Regions from separate parts of the Mus musculus genome. Here region 1 is linked to region 2. Evidence: chromatin contacts called from public targeted proximity ligation data. All regions are on one chromosome and are shown on one strand. The core of a region is the stretch at or near the end of the contact, and the rest is flanking DNA. Distances in the headings are between cores, read along the strand shown. Region 1 holds the start of Pip5k1b (phosphatidylinositol-4-phosphate 5-kinase, type 1 beta). Region 2 overlaps Pip5k1b (phosphatidylinositol-4-phosphate 5-kinase, type 1 beta).

Region 1 (4,916 bases), core at 375-2,874, 64 kb before region 2:
AAACTGTGTCCTCGCCTGTGAGTTACTGGATGTCTTAGGGCTACGGTTTTCTCATCTGAAAAGCGTGCAAGCTGGACCACACACATGTTCTTACTCTGTGCTTTAATAAGTCCAGAATGCTTGGACCCAAGTCCTAAGTTAGTGATGCCTTAAATCGCTAGTAGCGGCCACACACACCTGGAAGAACACTGGAGATACCGTCCCTAACAATACACATCTATTTGATTTGTCAGCTTTACGTGAATAAAACTTTAAGAACAATGCATTTTTTGTTATAAAGGAATTTTTATGCTTCATTCCAGGGTGATACTAAACCACCACAAATTCACTCGAGTTGGGGTTGGGGGTGGGGTTGTTAAAAGATTTCAAAACTGCCTGCAGGTGCTCTTTGTAGAGCCTCAAGGGAGTGTCCTCAAGCAAGGGTCATCAAATGCTGGTCTTCCTCTGACAGAACGCAAGTTTTCTTTCCCACAAGTGTTTTGTTTTGTCTGAGGAGGGGAAAGTGGAAGGAAGTGATAAAGCTGAACTGTACCACTTGCTTCGACCCAACTGGGAGGGAGTCGCTCTCTTCCTGTGCCTGTTAGATAAATTTAATTTTAGCGTTCAGAACAGCACAACTCCAAACGGATCCTTAGATCTAGCCCCTACCCTCTTCGAAGCTAAACTAACCTAGTGAGATTCCAAGTGGCTCCAGCAGGCGCGCCCCCATTGTAGCTCAATGGCGCGGGACCCCTCACTAGCCCATCCCTAACCTGTTGGATAGATCGTCCTTCTTGAGAGCACCTGCTATCCTTAGAAGGGAGACAAGTGTGGTCTCAGAACCTTTGCGCGTCCCTTCCTGATAAAGGGGGTATAGGGGAGGGCTCTGCTTGCTTAAGTGCTGGCTCCTCAAGGAAGAGGAGTCAAGTCTGGCATTGCCCGACTGGTGGCCAGGGACACTGGCAGCGGCACGCCCTACCCCAACACAGTCCACAGCAGTGAGGCTTCGAGACTCTGAGAAGCTCCCAGAAGCTCTGGAGCTTTGGAGGATCCCGCTAATCTCAGGGAGCCGCTTCACCCCTGCTCTGAGTCCTGGCTGCACAGTGGCCCGGGCGCACAATCTCCCACGCACCGACTAGAGCGTTAGGTCCGACTGCGGGCTGCTCTGCTGCTGCAAACCGGTCTGGCTTCCTTGCAGGGCGTGCGGGACAGAGCAGAGGGTGGAGAGAAAAGGGGAAGAGCCTGGGCGGCCGGCGGGCGGGGCCTGCAGCCTCCCGGAGTCGCGGCCGCCGTGCAGCCTGCTCGCTGCCCGCCCCGCTCGGACTCCGGCGCGCCGTGCGGGGGCCCGTGGCTGCGGGGCACCGCCACTCCTCGGCCTCCATCCCCCGATCTCGCCTCGCCGCGCCACCCGGCGCTGTCTGGTCCTAGTGGTCCGCTTGCCGTTCTGCCGACCAGAGGAGCGGCGGGAAGGAAGGGGAACGCGGGGACACGCACACCGGCCGCGGCGCGCGCGCATTGCACACTCGCAGCCGCGCGTCCCCGTCGCCGCGCGTCCGAGCCCAGTGTGGCCCCGCGGCAGGGCCCGGCACCTGCCCGCCCCCCCACCCCACCCCCCGGCGCTGCTCCGGCTCCGCCCCGCCCGCCGCCCGCCGCCCGCTGCAGCCACCGGAGAACCCACGACATCCCGACAACTTGCCCGCGGTGGCGCAACTGGTCTCGGCCGCCAAGGCTCCAGCACGCCGGCCGAAGGAGGTAAGTTTCCTGCGCGTCCCCGGCAACCCTGCCTACACCCTCCCTTGCCGCCGCGCCTGAGGCTCTGTGTGTCTCTGCTGGGACCTGACCTGCTCTCCACCTTTCCACTTTGCCTGTCCAAGTTGTGCTGGGGGTGACATGGAGGGGGCGCCCGTGGTCGTCAAACCAGGACCTTCGCTCCTCGGGGGCCACAGCTGCGCAGTCCCCGTGGGCACCGACCGCCTCGCTACCCTGATCCCTAGGGCCGCAGTGACACCCAGTGATCCCTCGGGCTCACTTAAGTCAGAGACCCCTCCCTCGTTTCTGGGGAACCTGCTGAGTTTTGTTGCAGCAGGAGAGGTGTCTCCGTCATTCTCCCCTGCTTCTAAACAGCAGCGAACTTGTTAGGCGCCCCCCGGGATGTACAGAGGGGCTTCCACGAGTGGCGTTCTGCTTGATTTCTGGCTCTGGCGCCGGGTGGAACAGGTGAACTACAGTTCCAGCCTGAAAACAGCCGCCGACTTTTACAGTCCCCTGTCTTCAATGGCCCTGTCAATGTGACGATTCAACATCTGGGGCGGGGGTGGGGGGTGGCGGGGGGGATGGGGAGAGCGCTGGAGTTGGACTTGCCACTCTGGTGCCAGGAGTCGTCAGAACCGAAGACAACAAACGTCTGCTTATCTCTCATCTATGCAGATGAGCATGTTCTCATTTCTTACCCCCACCCTCTCAAGCCGGCTGTCTGCTGTGCACAGCACGCTTGGGTAGAAACCTGTTCCAGAGAAGTTGTTTGGGTAGTCAGTGAATTTGTTCTTCATGTCTACTGAAGTCAGGACTTTGAACAGGATCTGCTATTTACTATGATGCTATGTAAAGGAAGCGCATGCTGACTCTCAAGTAGCCATCCCCCCCACCCCCCCCACCCCCGCCTCTGCCCTGGCTCTGCCCCTTGATGGCATTCTCAGCCTGGTAGAGGTCCCCCTGTAAAATGAATGGTCCATAAGGACTGAGACCTGATTAATCTGATCTAAGAAGTAGTCCGAGGCTGTTCTCTTGAACTTAGCTGTAAAGGGCCCCTTTCACCTCTCTTCCGGGAGACTTCCCTCTTGTTCTGTGTAGAGGCTGTAGTGTTTTTGCAGTCGTTGGAGTAGATCAAAGTCCAAGGATTGGTTTTCCTTAGACTCCAGTGTGATGGGGGTTCATGGAAGCTTCTGTCAGAGGGCTGCCCACTGAAAGGCAAAACAGAAAAACAAAAACAAAAACTTACCCAACCAAGTTCAAGGTTGAGCCTTAAGTGTCCTGTGCGATCTCTAAGCTGAAGAAAATGCTGGGTTCTGTGTACAAAGGTGGAGGACCCCCCCCCCCCAGGATGCATGGGAAGTGCAGCCATCCTTGGGCAGGAAAGTTGAACAGTGCTTACAGATAAAGCCATATTACATTTTTATCCAAACTAAGAAAACTGGAGGGACTGGGGGGGAAAAAAAACCCACCTAATATTTGCATCAGTGTCTTGCAATTTTTAATTGCTTTTCAGTATGCTCATCTTATTTCAACCACTTCTGAGGGAGGTGTGGTGAAGATGCTTATCATAGGTTTAGAGGAGGCATGGGGGACTCGGATTCTGGGGTTTATCACAGTGACAATCGGTCCTTCCAGTTAAAGCCAGCCTTGCTGTCCCTCATTCAGAGCCAGCCCTGTACTAGTGAAGTCTTCTTTTCTTTAATGGCTAGATTTGTCGTCTCCTCACAGTGGTCAGTTCGACCTCCTTGTGATTTGATGCTCACATTTTGCAGATGTGGGGAAACTCGGGGGTCAGGCCATCATGAGAGTTTTACATCACTTCTCGAACCCTGAGTGGATGGTCCAAGAGGGAGAGTTCATCTAATCGCCTGACAGTTTGTTGCTTTGTGTTTTCTGTCATTGTCCCACTTCTGATTAGATGAGGTCACTCTGTTCAGTGAGCTGGTTGGTGAACTGGGCTGTAGCTCTGACACAGCCTTTGTGCCAGACCATACGCTGAGCCTTAAGCATTTCTCATGGGAAACAAAAAAGTGCCTACGAAATTATGTCTCTTTTGGCCAGCTTTAGCATCCTTCGGGGTCTAATAATGTGGTATTATTTCCTGTAGGAGAAACCCAGTTTCCCTGTATCAGCCAAGGGAGCTAGCTAATCATTGATTCCAGCTTCAGTTTGTTTTTTCTGACTTGGGCAGTTTCACATCGTACCACTTGACGGAGGGAAAGAAAACTGCAAGTGTGCTTGAGCAGCTTCGAGCACCTATGCTGCTTAGTGCTTCTATTTGACTTTGAAGTATTCAGGTTAAAGTTCTCTCAGGTATGAATTGGTATTGCATATGCACTTTTTTTTTGAAGCTTTGTGTTTGCATATAGTAAATAAGCCTGTCCTCGTGGCTGTTAAGTTAATGGGGGTGAATGGACTCATTCATAAGGACAGCCTGCTATTATAAAAGACACAGCACCTTGCATGTAAGTTCCCAGCACAGGGATGATTTCCCTGTGAGAGGTGAGTTGCGCCTTCTGAAGTGCGGGGACTGGAGCCCACTGTGGATCACCCATGTTGTCTCCTGAGTTGTGAAACAGCTGTCTCTTTCTTGTGCCCTTCCACCTCCCGTCAGGAACATATAGCTGCCTAAAGGATACATCCCTAGAAACCGGCTTGTGCCATTTTATGAAAGAGCATGTCGAGAGATAGAGAAGACAACCACTCCTTTTTTTTTTGGTTTTTCGAGACAGGGTTTCTCTGTATAGACCTGGCTGTCCTGGAACTCACTCTGTAGACCAGGCTGGCCTCGAACTCAGAAATCCACCTGCCTCTGCCTCCGGAGTGCTGGGATTAAAGGCATGCGCCACCATGCCGGGCTCCAACCACTCCTTTTTACTCAAGGGTGCTGAGGTACACTTAACATTGCCTTGTGGTTTTGGAGGAGGAACCTAATTAGTGAAACCAACCTACTTTCTGTTCCCTTTAAGAATTAAGTGGATGCTCACAGTCAGGTATTGGATGGATCACAGGGCCCCCAGTGGAGGAGCTAGAGAAAGTACCCAAGGAGCTAAAGGGATCTGCAATCCTATAGGTGGAACAACAATATGAACTAACCAGTACCCCCCAGAGCTCGTGTCTCTAGCTGCATATGAATCAGAAGATGGCCTAGTTGGCCACCATTGGGAAAGAGAGGCCCATTGGTC
Region 2 (4,916 bases), core at 185-2,684:
TGTTACTTTCATCTCAATAAGAAAAGGTCTCCATAGTGTTCGTTCCTTCCTTTGCTCATTGCTCTTGGCAGCCAAATTGTGGCATGTTTCTGGAAATTTTTAGTTAGGTAAGCCCACCACTGTGGGCGAATACACACTTTTTCTTTTATTGAGACAGGGTTTCTCTGTATAGCCCTGGCTGTCCTGCAACTCACTTTGTAGACCAGGCTGGCTTTGAACTCAGAAATCTGCCTGCCTCTGCCTCCCAAGTGCTAGGATTTAAGGCGTGTGCCACCACCGCCTAGTGAATACACACTCTTACTAATTATGTAAGACACCTTTTCGTTTTCAATATCATCTTGCACTAAGCTGATTTTTGTTTAGTTTTGCCTTTTAGACAGGGTCTCATATAATCCTGGCTAGCTTGAAACTCACTATGGGGCAGAGGGCGGGGCCCGGGGGGGGGGGGGAGACAGAGAAACAGAGATAGAGAGAGACACAAACAGATACAGAGAAAGAGAGAGATACCAAAAGAAGAGCACCAGAGAGAGAGAGAGAGAGAGAGAGAGAGAGAGAGAGAGAGATCTACTTTCCTCTACTTCCTTAGTGTTGGGATTAAAGCCCCTAAACCATGGTTGTAATTATTATTTACATAACTGTTTTACATCATTGTGTTTTGGAACCTATAGTTTAAGGTCTGAGTTGGGAGATAAAGCTTTCTCTTGTTAAGCAGCTCTATTTGTATAATAATAAACAGCTTTTTAAGGCACTAGGCCTTAGACCTCTAGGGGTATCCTCCCATTAGCCTTAGGAATACAAACACTTGCATCACTGGACGGTGATTACCATTCAAGATGACCATGTTACATGTATGCTCTACCAAAGGTTATAAAGATGGATAAATTCAGCAAGGTAAGCGTGTAGGCAGATCTGAAGACTTTAGTTACAGTAGACTTTAGTTTAGTAGAGTTGGGTCTCTTATCCTCCTCTCTAGTCTGTGGTCCTAGTCACCTCTCTGAACTAAAAACATGAAAGTTAGCCAGAAAGTTTGATTCTTATGTTTGAAGATGTAAACAGGATTTCTTTAGTAACTTTTCTTTTAAAAATGCTGAAGACTTAAAACATAATGCATGCATTTTTTTAAAAATAAAACTAAGCTTTTTAAAAGCGGAGCGAAACCCATGCTAATTCACTGCCTTTGGGACACGCATTCTGGGCATTGTTTTTAAGCATTTCAACCCAAAATGCTTTAATGGAATGTTACAGTCACTGCTCATTATCTTGAATTCACTTGCAGGTCATTTGTTCTTAACTGGCTTTTTTTTTTTTAAATGAAAAAGTGAGCATTCACCATGCGCCTCTCTAAAGGAAATCAGTCCCAATTGTTCCTAACAAAGGGCTTGCTTTAAAGCTAAAGCTCTGAGTAGAGCTGCTACTTCTGGGCTTTGATACTTCCAACAGTACAGATGTTGGCATTGTGATGGAACAGAGCTCATCTCCTGTGTCCTGGTCGTGCTCAGTCCCCTGGAGCCGCTGGGGAGGAGATTCTGTTATAAGGAAAATGTTCATCAGATGCTCACACTCTAAGGAGGAGTTGCAAGTGTGACTGTGCCACACTCAGTTCTGGGCTCCACCTGTATCTTCATTGGCGCCACCTGGAGAAAAACTGCTCTTCTCTTTTATCCGAGTTGGGATAAATTTCGAGTAAAACTCTGAGCAGTAGCACCAAGGCCGCCTTTAAAAGTAGAAGGCGTGGTTTGTTGTTGTTTGTTTTGTCTTATAATGCTGCAGCAAAATAGGACCTTCGATTTGATGAAACGTGTGTAATTTATTCCAGCTGTCTTGTATATAGATAGATCCTAAGCAGTCCTGTAGAGTGATTTACTCCCTTACTGGGAAGGAACCATCACAACAGAAAAACTGGCTACAGTAATTCTTGAAAATGCACAATAAGAGAACAACCAAAACAAACAAACAAACAAACCCAAAAAACCCTTTTTGGGGGGTGGTGGATTTTTTTGTGTTTGTTTTATCGTTTAACTCTCAGAACAGTGGGAATACTGAGGTTGAAGTGAATGCATCAAGTGAGCTCTCCCAGATCATCTGTGGGATGTTGCTGCTATAGGCTTCCTCAAGGTCTTTCACCAAGCCGTGTAGTGCTTATCTCTGACCTAGACAGTCTGAACTATGGAGCAGTTTGCTAAAAACTGGATTAGTTAGGGTGTATGATAATGGTCATTAAATCTGCCTGCCTCTGCCTCCCAAGTGCTGGGATTAAAGGCATGGGCTACCACCGCCCGGCTTGTATGCTATCCTTAAAAAATTAATTTTTAATAATAGGAGAAGAAGTAGGATAGGAATGTAACTTAGTGAACAGAGCACATGCCCCGCATGCCCAAGGTCAGGTTCCTGGCCTTCTGGAAACAGAGAAGAAACCAAAGATGCTACAAGCTGCCTTGTGAACCCCTGTGGAGATGGTTAGTCGTCAGTATTTCTAGAAACATTTATCTTATAAAATGACTCCCAGAAGAGAGAGGAAACTAACCAGTGACCCCCCAGGGAAATGAAATAGCTATAAAAAAAAAAAAAAAACAAACTAAGCTGTTTTCTCAAAAAGTAAGATCCAGACGGTTCAATAAATACCTCCAATGCTGATATTAAGAAGGGCTAATAAGAGCAGGCTGTGAGACACAGGGAATAAACTACTAGAACCTTTCTGAAAGGAAAAAACAAACAAACTGTGGATGGTCATGTTACTATTTCACCGTTTAAAATGTATTTTTATTAGTACTTTTGAGAATTGCATACATGCGTACATTATATTTTGATTATATTCACCATCCACTCCAGCTAACCTCTAGCAAACTCCTCTCAGGTCCACTCTGACTCCCTGGCCCCTCCCAACTTTGTGTGCCCGCTTGAAAACTCACTGGTAAGCCTAGTTGACTTAGCAGGGGTCACACCCTTAGAGAAAACCAACTTCTCCTTTCTCAGACGCCATCAACTGTCAACAGTTCTTCAGGAAAGGATAACGGTTCTCTCCCGGAGCCCCTTACCCATCCCATGTTGAAATGTTAATTGGAACTATGCAGGTCATGTGCAGGCAGCCACAGCTGGTGTGAGCTCTTGAGTGCAGTGGATCTGTTATCTCTAGAAGATACTGTTTGACTCCAGTCCTCCCCATCTCTGTCTCTGACAGTCTTTCTGGTCCCTCTTCCTCAGTGGTCCCAAGCCTTGAGAGATGGGCACTCGATAAAGATGTCTGACTTGTAGCTGAGCACTGCACAGGCACTTCCTCTCTGCCCTTTGAATAGTTGTGAGTTTCTGTGTTAACCACGGTCCACTCACATCCCCTTCTTTGATGAGAATTGAGAGGTGCACTCGTCTATGGTATAGATTAGTATACCATAGGCTGGTATACAAAGATACAAATCTGTAGGGAAATTTGAGCCTAAGTCTGCTAACACAAAAAGAAAAGAAAGAGAGAAATGTAGTAGATTCACTCTCAGACCTGTGAGCTCCCAAAGCCATGGGTTCTCAGTCGGATTTATAGCACTAAGCATGCACCATCTCCATGACACCATCTCAGACTATACTGAAAAAGACCTTCACGTGTTGTTAACGTGCCAAGATGATCCTAATAGCAGAAATTGACAAGGATGTTCTGCACGGACATGTGCGCTGCAGATCAATCTTTCTTACGAATATTGATGGGAGGCCTTTCAACAGTATACCATCAAATAGGATCTAGGCACTGAATAACTCTGACCAAGTTGATTCCATCCCAGGAGTGAAAGCTTGGCTTGGTATCAGGAAAGCCTTTCTGCATAGGGAGTGGACTAAAATAGAAAAACCTGTATGATCATCTCAACACGTCACTAAATTTCTGTCACTGATTATGGTCATAATTACTTGACTACATACTTGGAAAAAACTCAGTGAATTGTATTCTTTTTTATTTTTATTATTTGTTTGTTTGTTTGTTTGTTTGTTTGTTTATTTATTTATTTATTTTGATACAGGGTTTCTCTGTATATCGCCCTGGCTGTCCTGAATCTCACTCTGTAGACCAGGCTGGCCTTGAATTCAGAAATCCACCTGCCTCTGCCTCCCAAGTGCGGGAATTAAAGGCATGCGCCACCACCTCCCAGCCCTAAACTGTATTTTTAAAAAGAATTTATTTACTGCTTGTAAATTTGTCAATAAAATTAACTTTAAAAAGAAATAGAATCACTTTATGATGACAAAGAATCATCTGATATATATTCCTGAATACATTACAGTTTGGTAAGATTGGGGGTTGGAGAGATGGCTCCGTAAGCAAGAGTTCTTGCTGCACAGGCTTAAGGACCTAAGTTCAATTCCCCAGCACCCATATCAAGGTCTGATATCACCTCATACACCAGTAACTGAAGCAGTGGGAGTTGAGGCTGGGGTGGGGCAGGAAGAGACAAGAGGACAGGATCACTAGGGATTGCTGGCTAGCCAACATAACTTGGACTGGGGAAGGGGACAACAAGCTCTGAGTTTAATGCGAGACCCTGTCCTTTTGGAGTAAGTCAGAGAATGATGCGCAGGACACCCAATGTCCTTCCTCTAGCTTCTACTCAATTTTATGTATGTACCAGCATGCATGCACACATACACACTCACACCAAAATTTACAATTTGGTAAAATAAAAATAAATAGAATTTGTCATTTTGGATACTTGAAAATATCTGCAAATTATGAAGTGTTTGCTTCATAAAAGGTAATTTTTTTCACATCCAGTAATATGCCCTGGTGGCCTCCTTGGTTTTGAATTGAAATGTTTCTTTAAGTTTTAAATAAGATGGGTGTGGAGGTGCACACCTGTAATCCCAACACAAGGAAGGCAGAAAGATCACAAGTTTGAGGCCAGCTTACGCTAAGTGATCAGGCCCTGTCTGTATCATTT

What was found.
Region 1: a contact with region 2 is called in a targeted proximity ligation map of embryonic stem cells, with 8 read pairs. A contact is called at or near these places in 7 of 39 promoter capture datasets (the HPC-7 cell line, cranial neural crest, embryonic stem cells and 4 more), 24 of 484 Hi-C or Micro-C datasets (the AML12 cell line, B cells, CD8 T cells and 17 more), 14 of 130 datasets of targeted methods (double positive thymocytes, embryonic midbrain, embryonic stem cells and 7 more) and 3 of 9 other capture datasets (adipose tissue, liver and pancreatic islet).

Annotation. Positions count from the first base shown.
Region 1 is chr19:24,552,580-24,557,495 of GRCm38.p6, reverse strand. Pip5k1b (phosphatidylinositol-4-phosphate 5-kinase, type 1 beta) reads left to right here and starts at 1,624. Exons shown (of 15, transcript NM_008846.3): 1 at 1,624-1,731. Gm50341 (predicted gene, 50341) reads right to left here and starts at 1,164. Exons shown (of 2, transcript NR_169181.1): 1 at 1,112-1,164; 2 at 86-488.
Region 2 is chr19:24,488,524-24,493,439 of GRCm38.p6, reverse strand. The region is part of intron 1 of Pip5k1b (phosphatidylinositol-4-phosphate 5-kinase, type 1 beta); the gene reads left to right. The region is part of intron 2 of Gm52399 (a long non-coding RNA gene); the gene reads right to left. Among named protein-coding and RNA genes, the nearest start is that of Gm52399, 8.3 kb to the right of the region's middle.